Regions from separate parts of the Sus scrofa genome. Here regions 1 and 2 are each linked to region 3. Evidence: chromatin contacts called from public Hi-C and promoter capture Hi-C data. All regions are on one chromosome and are shown on one strand. The core of a region is the stretch at or near the end of the contact, and the rest is flanking DNA. Distances in the headings are between cores, read along the strand shown. Region 1 holds the start of FGF19 (fibroblast growth factor 19). Region 2 holds the start of FADD (Fas (TNFRSF6)-associated via death domain). Region 3 has its middle 48 kb from the start of ANO1.

What was found. Promoter capture Hi-C pulls out the DNA fragments that hold promoters and counts their contacts. Hi-C and Micro-C count contacts between places; a contact is called where the count stands out from the background.
Region 1: a contact with region 3 is called in a Hi-C map of fetal liver, with 2.8 times the contacts expected there. The contact joins the promoter of FGF19 here to the enhancer-like site in region 3. A contact is called at or near these places in 3 of 5 promoter capture datasets (fetal liver, fetal skeletal muscle and liver) and 15 of 47 Hi-C or Micro-C datasets (alveolar macrophages, embryonic fibroblasts, epiblast stem cells and 9 more).
Region 2: a promoter capture Hi-C map of fetal liver shows a contact between it and region 3, with 7 times the contacts expected there. The contact joins the promoter of FADD here to the enhancer-like site in region 3. A contact is called at or near these places in 5 of 5 promoter capture datasets (fetal liver, fetal skeletal muscle, liver and 1 more), 25 of 47 Hi-C or Micro-C datasets (alveolar macrophages, blood, brain and 15 more) and 2 of 2 datasets of contacts at active chromatin or transcription factors (alveolar macrophages and skeletal muscle).

The regions. Positions count from the first base shown.
Region 1 is chr2:3,581,581-3,584,280 of Sscrofa11.1, reverse strand. It overlaps FGF19 (fibroblast growth factor 19), which reads right to left and starts at 1,254. Exons shown (of 3, transcript XM_003122420.3): 1 at 1,014-1,254; 2 at 506-609. The coding sequence starts at 1,254.
Region 2 is chr2:3,193,454-3,196,153 of Sscrofa11.1, reverse strand. FADD (Fas (TNFRSF6)-associated via death domain) reads left to right here and starts at 1,334. Exons shown (of 2, transcript NM_001031797.1): 1 at 1,334-1,741. The coding sequence starts at 1,456.
Region 3 is chr2:3,419,573-3,422,272 of Sscrofa11.1, reverse strand. No RefSeq gene overlaps it. Among named protein-coding and RNA genes, the nearest start is that of ANO1, 48 kb to the right of the region's middle. Within about 2 kb of position 1,427, at least 3 of the 83 cell types and tissues checked have an H3K27ac peak or open chromatin away from gene starts, as enhancers often do. A contact at or near this core is called in fetal liver, where this site is marked.

The sequences.
Region 1 (2,700 bases), core at 5-2,504, 160 kb before region 3:
CCACAGCTTCTGATGCACAAAAGCTAATTTTTAAAAATCTCTTCCACCGCAAATGTGATTTTTCTACTGACTAATTTGAAGACCTGCTTTTTAAAAAAGATCCGAGTTGTGGATACTCCCTTTCCCTTTCTTTAAAGCAAACAAATAAAAACTGCAGAGAGGGAGGCGGAGGCAAGCCCCACGCAGGCACAGGCCGAAGCCGAAAAGGCCAAGGTGGATTTCCCCCATTTCATATCAAAGAGCCCAGGGATGGCTTCCTCCAGCCAACTGGACCCCCCTTCGGTTCAAGTGGAAATGCTAAGGCGGGTCTCACATTCTCCAACCCTCAACTTCCATGTTAGAAAGTCGGACGTTAGCTTCATGTGGTCCTTGCTGTGTGTGTGCGCCTCACAGCTCCACGCATTCCAGCAGGAGGAAGCCAGGAAACCCCGGATTCGAGCCCGGGCGCCCGCCTCCCCCAAAGGCGCCGGTCCCAGCTAGCTTCCTGCGGGCCGGAGACACTCACCTGCCCTTGCATCTTGCCGTCGGCGCCCATGCAGAGGTAACGGCCGCTGCGCTCGCCCTTGATCGCCACGGTACTCAGCGCGACTGCCCTGATCTCCATCAAACCTGGGCGCGAAGACAGCAAAACACTGCAGCCGCGACCCGCGAGGCCCACCACACGTGGATGTGGTTGGTCGGTGTTCGGGCCCGTGCCCCACCCCCCAACTCCCCCAGTCCCTCTCGAAGTCTGGGGGCCCGGCGAGGGAGGAGGACACCCAGGTGCCAAGATCTGGCGTTCCGAGGAATGGGGGTCGGTCCGCAGGAGCCGAAGAGGGGCGAGGGGAGGGAGGGTAGCGCGTGGGTGCAGTAGGTCCAAGCACGCATCGCCCCCTCCCCCAGCTCCTCCTGCAGTCGGGGGATCCCGGGAGGGGGCGGAAGGGCCAAGACCTGGGGTTCCCGGGAGTGGGGGGCTGAGGGAGGTAAAGGCAGGAAGGGGCACTGTGGCGGGTGGGGGCCCGGCGGGCACTCACTGTGCGCGCTCTGTCCCGGCGCGCAGTCCACGGGGCCGTCTGAGTGGATGCGCAGGAAGCAGCTGGAGACGCCGTGGGGACTCGCAGTGTACAGGTGCCGCAGGCGGACCGACTCGCCCCAGCCGTAGTGCACGTGCGGCCCAGCATCCGAGAAGGCTAGGGGGCGCCCGGCTGCGGCCAGCCAGAGGCCGGCCAGGACCAGGGCGCGGACCACCGCGCACCGGCTCGGAGCGCTCCGCATCGCGCCTCCCTCGGGCTCGGGGCTCAGGGCGCAGTTCGGGAGGGTGCGAGAGGCTGGGCGGCCGCCGAGAGGCCCTGCGGGGCTGAGCGAGCGGAGGCGAGAGCAGCCGTGCGCTCCCGGGCACCGGGGTGCTTAGCGCTCCTGCTCCGACGGCGCGGCGGCCCGAGGCCGGCGACCTTATATAGCGCGTCTGTTACCCGCCCTGGAAGCCCGAGACGCTAAGCATTTCTTATCGAGATTGCATCAGCCCTCCGCCCCCCAACACACACACCCACTCACACTCCGCCTCCGCCCAGCCCCTCCCAGGGCCCTGCCCGGGTGACCCCGCCCAGGCCGCCCCGATCTGAGGGAGGAGGAGGCCCCGCTTTGCTGGAGGCTTGGGGGGGTGGAGGCTCCTTCCCGCGCGCGGGGACGAGGCTGGAGCCAGGTCGCTCTCGGCTGGGCGAGATTGATTTTATAAAGAAATCTAGACGACAACGGAGCCCAGCCCCAGGCCACGGGGTCCCCGGGGAATGCGCTGGTCGCGGGGCGCTAGCAGGGGCGCGCAGCAGGCTTCCTGGGGCCGGAGACTGGGGGGGGCGGGGGGGGGCGGGGGACACTGAACTTCCCAACCCTTCGCTCCCTGTGGGAAAAATCTTGCCTCGGCTTTGGGGCCTTTTCCCCTAAAAAGCCACATCCACTCCCTCCCACCACGGTCCCAACCCCTCGAAACTCCAGAGGTAAAGCCAGCCACCAGAATGTCCCCTGCAGCTCCGACCCTCTGTGTTCTCTGGCTTTATGTTCTCGCGATCCCTGCCCGCAGCCGCTTTTTACCCCGGTAAATTGTCCCCCAACTGGGGGCCGAGCGCGACCTCGGCTCGCGGAGGAACAATGGAATCGCCCGGGCGAGCGCTAGATGGCGCTTCAGCCCCGGTTTCGGCCCCGGCTGGCTCTGCGCCCAGTCGCCGTCCTGCCTCTGCAAAGACGGAGGGACCCCGGAGATCGAACCTGGCAGGGCGGTCGTGGCAGGGTGGGCTTGCGAGCTGCAGACTGGGAAACTGACTTTTTTTTTCGGGGCGCAGGGAAGGTCCTCCGCTTTCGAGGTGCCTTTTGTAGTAGGTCTGGTCCCGGGATCCCCGGGCGCGCTGTTTGCAGGGTGGGGAGACCGGGAGCTCCTTACCTGGTGGGGAGGGCAGAGCGGCAGTGATGGGCCCTGCGAGGGTGGGGCCACCTCGATGAAGGGCCTCCCTCCGCTAATGAGGCTCTGAAAAAGGAGCCAGCATCCAGAAGATGCCCTGGCGGGAAAGGGGGTGTTTGTCCTAGAGGGCTTTGGCTCAACACTGATTCTTCCTCATTATTCCTCCAACCCCTGCGCCCTCCCCGCTCCTGGGTGTGGGGCCCCAGGAGGCTGGTTTTGGGGAAAAGCCATGCCGCTCAGGGCAGAGGCGATGGGAGGGCAAACCGTGG
Region 2 (2,700 bases), core at 85-2,584, 230 kb after region 3:
GTGGGTTAAAGATCCAGTGTCATCACTGCTGTGGCTAAGTTTCAGTCCCTGGCCTGGGAAGTTCTGCAATGCTGCTGGTGCAGGGGGGAAAAAAAAAAAGGCACAAAAGACCAAGCAGTGTATGGTTCCACTTACACGAAAGGTCCAGAAGAGTCAAATCCAAAGAGTCAGGAGTAAATTAGCGGTTGCCAGGGGCTGGAGAAAGGAGTGGGGAGGGAGGAAGGAGGAAGTGACTGCTAATGGGTACCAGGTTTCCACCTGGGTGATGAAAATGTTTTAAAATTAGCTAATGGTGGCAGTTACAGAACTTTATGAATATACTAAAAATGACTACATTGTACACTGTAAAGCAGTGAGTTGTAGGGAACGTGAATTGCACCTCGATTTTATATCTAATATACATTAATATATACATATTCATTCCCCACCCCTACCCCCAGGTAACTTATAAAAGGCTTCACCCCTCCTCTCCTCCCCTGCAGGGGCTTATCTCTGGAGCAGTAAAGCCCAACCTGGCGGCTCCTAATTCCTGCCTTCCCCTTGCCGACCACGCCCTGCCTCCCAGGCTCGGCTCCCGCCACCTCGTCCCCCTCCCCGTGCCTCTGCCCTGGCTTCCGCCCCGCCCCGCCCTCTTCCGGGCTCACCTGCGCACCTGCCTCCTCTTCCCCGCACCTGCAGCAGGAGGCCGACTCTGACCCCGCCCCCCCGCCACACTCCCATCCCCCCCTCCCCTTGGCCCTGGGTCCTGCTAACTTCTGTCTTGCTGACCTGTATTACGTAACTTTGGGTACTGATGCTGTAAGCTCCGGGCAGGGGGGAATTCCGCACTTTGTTCCCAAATTTGTCTCCAGAACCTACTGCGTGGCAGACAGTAGGCGCTTAATAAACGTTAATAAGCATTCGAAAATAATGACGGTAACATTAAAAATCAAGTATTTATGAAACGCTAAAACCTCTGAAGTTTTTACTGCACACAGAAGTCCAGGGGGCACCAAAGGACAGGCCTTTTCGCAAATGTTAATAGAGAAATGCATTTATTATCGGCATCCGCAGTGCAACACTCCACAGGAAACGAAGGCGGGTGCCCCCCAGCAGGGGCCCTAGCTCTCGGGACCCCCAAGGCCACACAGGCCAACCCGGAGGGAGAAGGTCGGCAGGGCGCAGGCGCAGAGGCCGTCCCAAGGCCCCTCCGCCAGCGTGTCCGAAGCGCCCCCTTGCGGCCGCGCACGCCTCCCGGGAGGAGCTGTCCACGGTTGGGCTCGGGGCGCATGCGCGGGTCGGGGGCGTTCTCGCGAGAGAAAGCGGGTTTGCGGCAGACTTCCGGTGGCGGGGCGCAGGGCGGGCAAAGTGGGAGCTGCGGCTGCCAGACGGAGGAGCTCCGGCGCGTGAGGAGGCGGGGGACCCGGTCTGCCGGAGCGCGGGCCGGCGAGCGGGCAGCAGCCCGCACCCGCCGCCATGGACCCGTTCCTGGTGCTGCTGCACTCGGTGTCGGCCAGCCTGTCAAGCAGCGAGCTGACCGAGCTCAAGTTCCTGTGCCAGGGACGCGTGGGCAAGAGGAAGCTGGAGCGCGTGCAGAGCGGCGTGGACCTCTTCTCCGTGCTCCTGGAGCAGAACGAGCTGAGTCCCGAGCACACTGCGCTGCTGCGCGAGCTGCTCGTCTCCCTGCGGCGCCAGGACCTGCTGCGGCGCCTGGACGCCTTCGAGGCGGGCGCGGCGGGCGGGGCGGCGCCGGAGGAGCGAGGTGGGGGCGGGGGCCGGGGGTCGCGGGGGGCGGGCGGGGCCGGAGGGGCGAGGTGGGGCCGGGGGACGGGGTGGGGGACGGGCAGGGCGGGGCCCGGGAGGCGGGCGGGCCGCGCGGGGGGGGTGGCCCTCCAGTGGTTTCGCTATTCCCTGCGCCTAATCTTTTCCGGATTCGGTTTGCTTTTCCGGGTTGTGTTTTCTCTGAGCATTCCTGAGAGCCGGGTGACATGCCCGCTTTGCAGATAAGAGAACGAAAACTCCGAAAAGCTAACGTTTCCTAGGCTGTTGAGCACGGACACCCACCCCAGCCTCAGTGTTTTGTCCCGGTGTACATATTAGAAGTTACTCGAAAGAAATGGGCGTCGCTCACCTCCCAGGTGGGGGAATTCGGCCCTCCTGGGCATCCTCTGGGGGGTTTGTCTGCCCAGTTAATGTCCTTCTCCTCTGGCTGAAAATACTGTGATCATAAATCTTTAACAGGGGGCTCCTATTCCTAGGCGAGGGGCCGGAGTCAGAGCTGTAGCTGCTGGCCACCGAGCCTCCACTGCACAACCTACACCACAGCTCGTGGCAAGGCCAGATCCTTAACCCACTGAGCGAGGCCAGGGATCGAACCCTCATCCTCATGGATACTAGTTGGGTTCGTTACCAATGAGCCACAGTGGGAACTCTGCAGCTTATGTGTTTAATTTGCACAATGAGCCTGTTAGGTAGCATCATCTCTTACTATTCCTGATTTCCTATGGGAAGGACTGTGGCTGAGAGCGGTGTTAAGTGACGTGCCCAAGATACTCAGCCTGTAACTAGCAGCCCGTAGGGTTGAAGGGGGCCGCCTGGCCGCCCTGGGTGACTGTAGCCACCATGCTGCTTTTGGGCTTCTTTCCACCCTCCCTGCGCTTGCAGGGGCTTCCAGCAGTGAGAGACCCGAGGGTAGCTGGGATTCTCAGCCACCTCTGTGTT
Region 3 (2,700 bases), core at 178-2,677:
TCGCTCTGGAAGATGGGTCTCGGGTCCGGGGGTGAGGGGAAGAGAGAATTTTTGCTTTATGTTCCCTGATCATTTGATTTTTTTCTAACTACACAGGCGTGGCTTAGTGTTTAAGGACAGCTAAGCACACATCTGAGGACAGCAGCTAGGCTTCACCCAGGTGCTCCGAGGGTCTCCTTCACCTCCCCCCCACCAGGCGAATGGGGGACGTCTGGCCTCCAGCCACGCTGTTCTGGTGGCGTCCTCTAGGGGGAGCCCCTGAGAACTGTGCTCAGGTGTGTCCCCCAGGGAACCAGGTAAGGGGCTGGCAGCCCCATGGAGGGCTTTCTTCTGCTTAGGGCAGCTTCTAGGCAGGAGTGGATGGTTGGGATTCGCCGTCAGAGTCCAATCAGGTTCCCAAAGGCCCGGGGAGCCACAGTTACCCCAGGGACCTTGGGCAAATCATGTTTTCTCTGTGGCCTCAACTTGCCTCTTCTGAAAAATGGAGGCGGTGGCTCGGCCTCCCAGGATATTGGAAGAACAGGACTTCCCAAGTGGCTGTCGTCACCCACTGTCTCTCCTGTGGGATGTGGGGGATGGCCATGCTGTGGCTGCCAGAGCCACAAGATCCCCAGCCCTGCCCCAGTGCTGCCTAGCAGGCAGTGACCCACAGGCATCTTGAATCCAGGGCTAGGGTCCTGGGAGAGCTGTGAGACCAGGACCCCTGTCCCCCCATTCCCCCAGCTCCCCCCACATCCTCTGACTTCTGCGGGGCATCTTTGTTTTGGTAGCTTCAGCTTGAGGCTGGTGGCAGGCTCAGCATCTAGAGGGTCCCCTCCCTGTCCCCAGATTGTTCTGTGGGGGCCCACCCCCCTCCAGGTCCCTGGGGACATCTAGGCTGGCCCCACCTGTCCTGCTCCAGGCCCAGCAAGCCTGGGCATGGCTCAGGGTTGGTGTTTCTGACCTCCTGACCTTGAGGTCAGTGGGTGCCCTCTTTCCTGGGAAACGTGGGGAAACACACTCTGCTTCCCAGGACTCAGGTGGGCGATGCTTGCCTAGAGCTGTAGGGAGGAGTGGGGGTGGTCAGACAGGATGACAGGGGAGGGGGTGTCTGTTCCAGGGTGACACAGAGACCACACCCAGAGAGCGACAGGGACACAGAAGCCCTCCTTGCTCCTCTGAGGCCACTTCTTCACTTGCAGTAAAAGGAGAACAGACAAGAAGCACAGACACAGAACACAAGCCGACGGTCTGGAGCCCCTGCAGCCCCAGAAGTCACCACAAATGTCACCATTTACCCACGGCCTTCCCCAGCCCAGTCCCCGTCCAGGGCACTTCTGCTGTCGCCCCCACCATCCCCCTCCATTTCTGGGGAGGAGGCCAGCTCAGGAAGACCACCGTTCTGTCCCCTTATCTTTTGCAAGCCAGCTGGGCATCTGCTCCAGCCGGCCTGGGGCTGGACCACATTTAAGGGGCCGGACGCTATTGTCAGCTTATCTGGTTGTAAAAAGGTCTGTCTTATCTCCAGCCGCCTCTCACTGCCAGTCACTGGTTAATGCTTTTACAAGGGCTTTTTCTCCAGGGGAAGGAGGTGCGGTCTCCAGAGGTGCCTGGCAGTGGGGACACTGGCTGGGGTTCCTTCCCTATGAATCAACAGCCCTGTGCCAACCCAGGGCCCCATGGGAACCCTGGGGGCGGGGGACAGAGCAGGGGTGAAGGCCATGAGGGGAATAACCCAGGGCCCCAGCCCTGCACTGGGGAACAGAACTGGGGGTCATGGAAGGGAGCCTCTGGGAGGGAGGACTCGGGTACCCCAGCCCCCAAGCCGTTTCTCATTCCCCCTTTCAGTTTCCTACCGCCGCTCTCGGCACAGCTGCAATCGCCCAGCCCAGCTTCTACTCTCCTGCCTGCCAGGCTGGGCAAAGCCCTGGGAAGGAGGCTAGGTTTAGGCCCTTGCTTGTTGGCGCCCCTGCCATCCTCCCAGCCTCAGTTTCTTTGTCTGTAAAGTGGGCCCTCAACTTGCAGGGGGGCCGTGGGGAACCAGGAGAGGTAGGAGCCTCCAGGGTTCTGGAAACCAGCCAGTGTGGTCTGACCCATGTGGCATCTTTCATGGAAGGTTCTGGGAGCCTGATCCGTGATCTCTCCCCGCAGGATGTTGACATGTGGAGGCAGGGGCCAGGCCGAGCCCCAGGGATGCGTGACGCATCTGGTGGGAGGTTTCTGACTCCAGGACCCGGGGTTCATGCACCCAGCAAATATGTGTTGAGCATCCTTTGTGGGGCACACGTGGGTGCTGGGGGCCCACAGAGACCAACAGAGGCATAACCCCTACACTCCCGTGGGAGCGAACAGATATTCAAAGGACAAATACATAGAATGCCACGTGGTGGTGAAGCAAAACAGGAAACATGTGGAGAATGGGTATATCTGGGGCGGGGGTGGAGCCTCGGTTTTCAACCAGGTGGCCAGGGGAGGCCTCACCAGGCAGGGACATCTGAGTCAAGAGCAAAGGAGATGAGGTAGTGAGACGTGGAGCTCTGGGAAGGGTGGTCCAGACTGCAGCTGGCACGTGCAAAGGTCCTGGGGCAGCAACTTGGTGTGTTCAGAGAATGGCCAGAGGCCTGGTGTAGAGGGTCCACGAGAAGGTCCGAAGAGGACATCAGAGAGGTAAGGAGCCAGCATATGGACTTGGCTTTGACTCAGTAGGACGGGGCCTGAGGG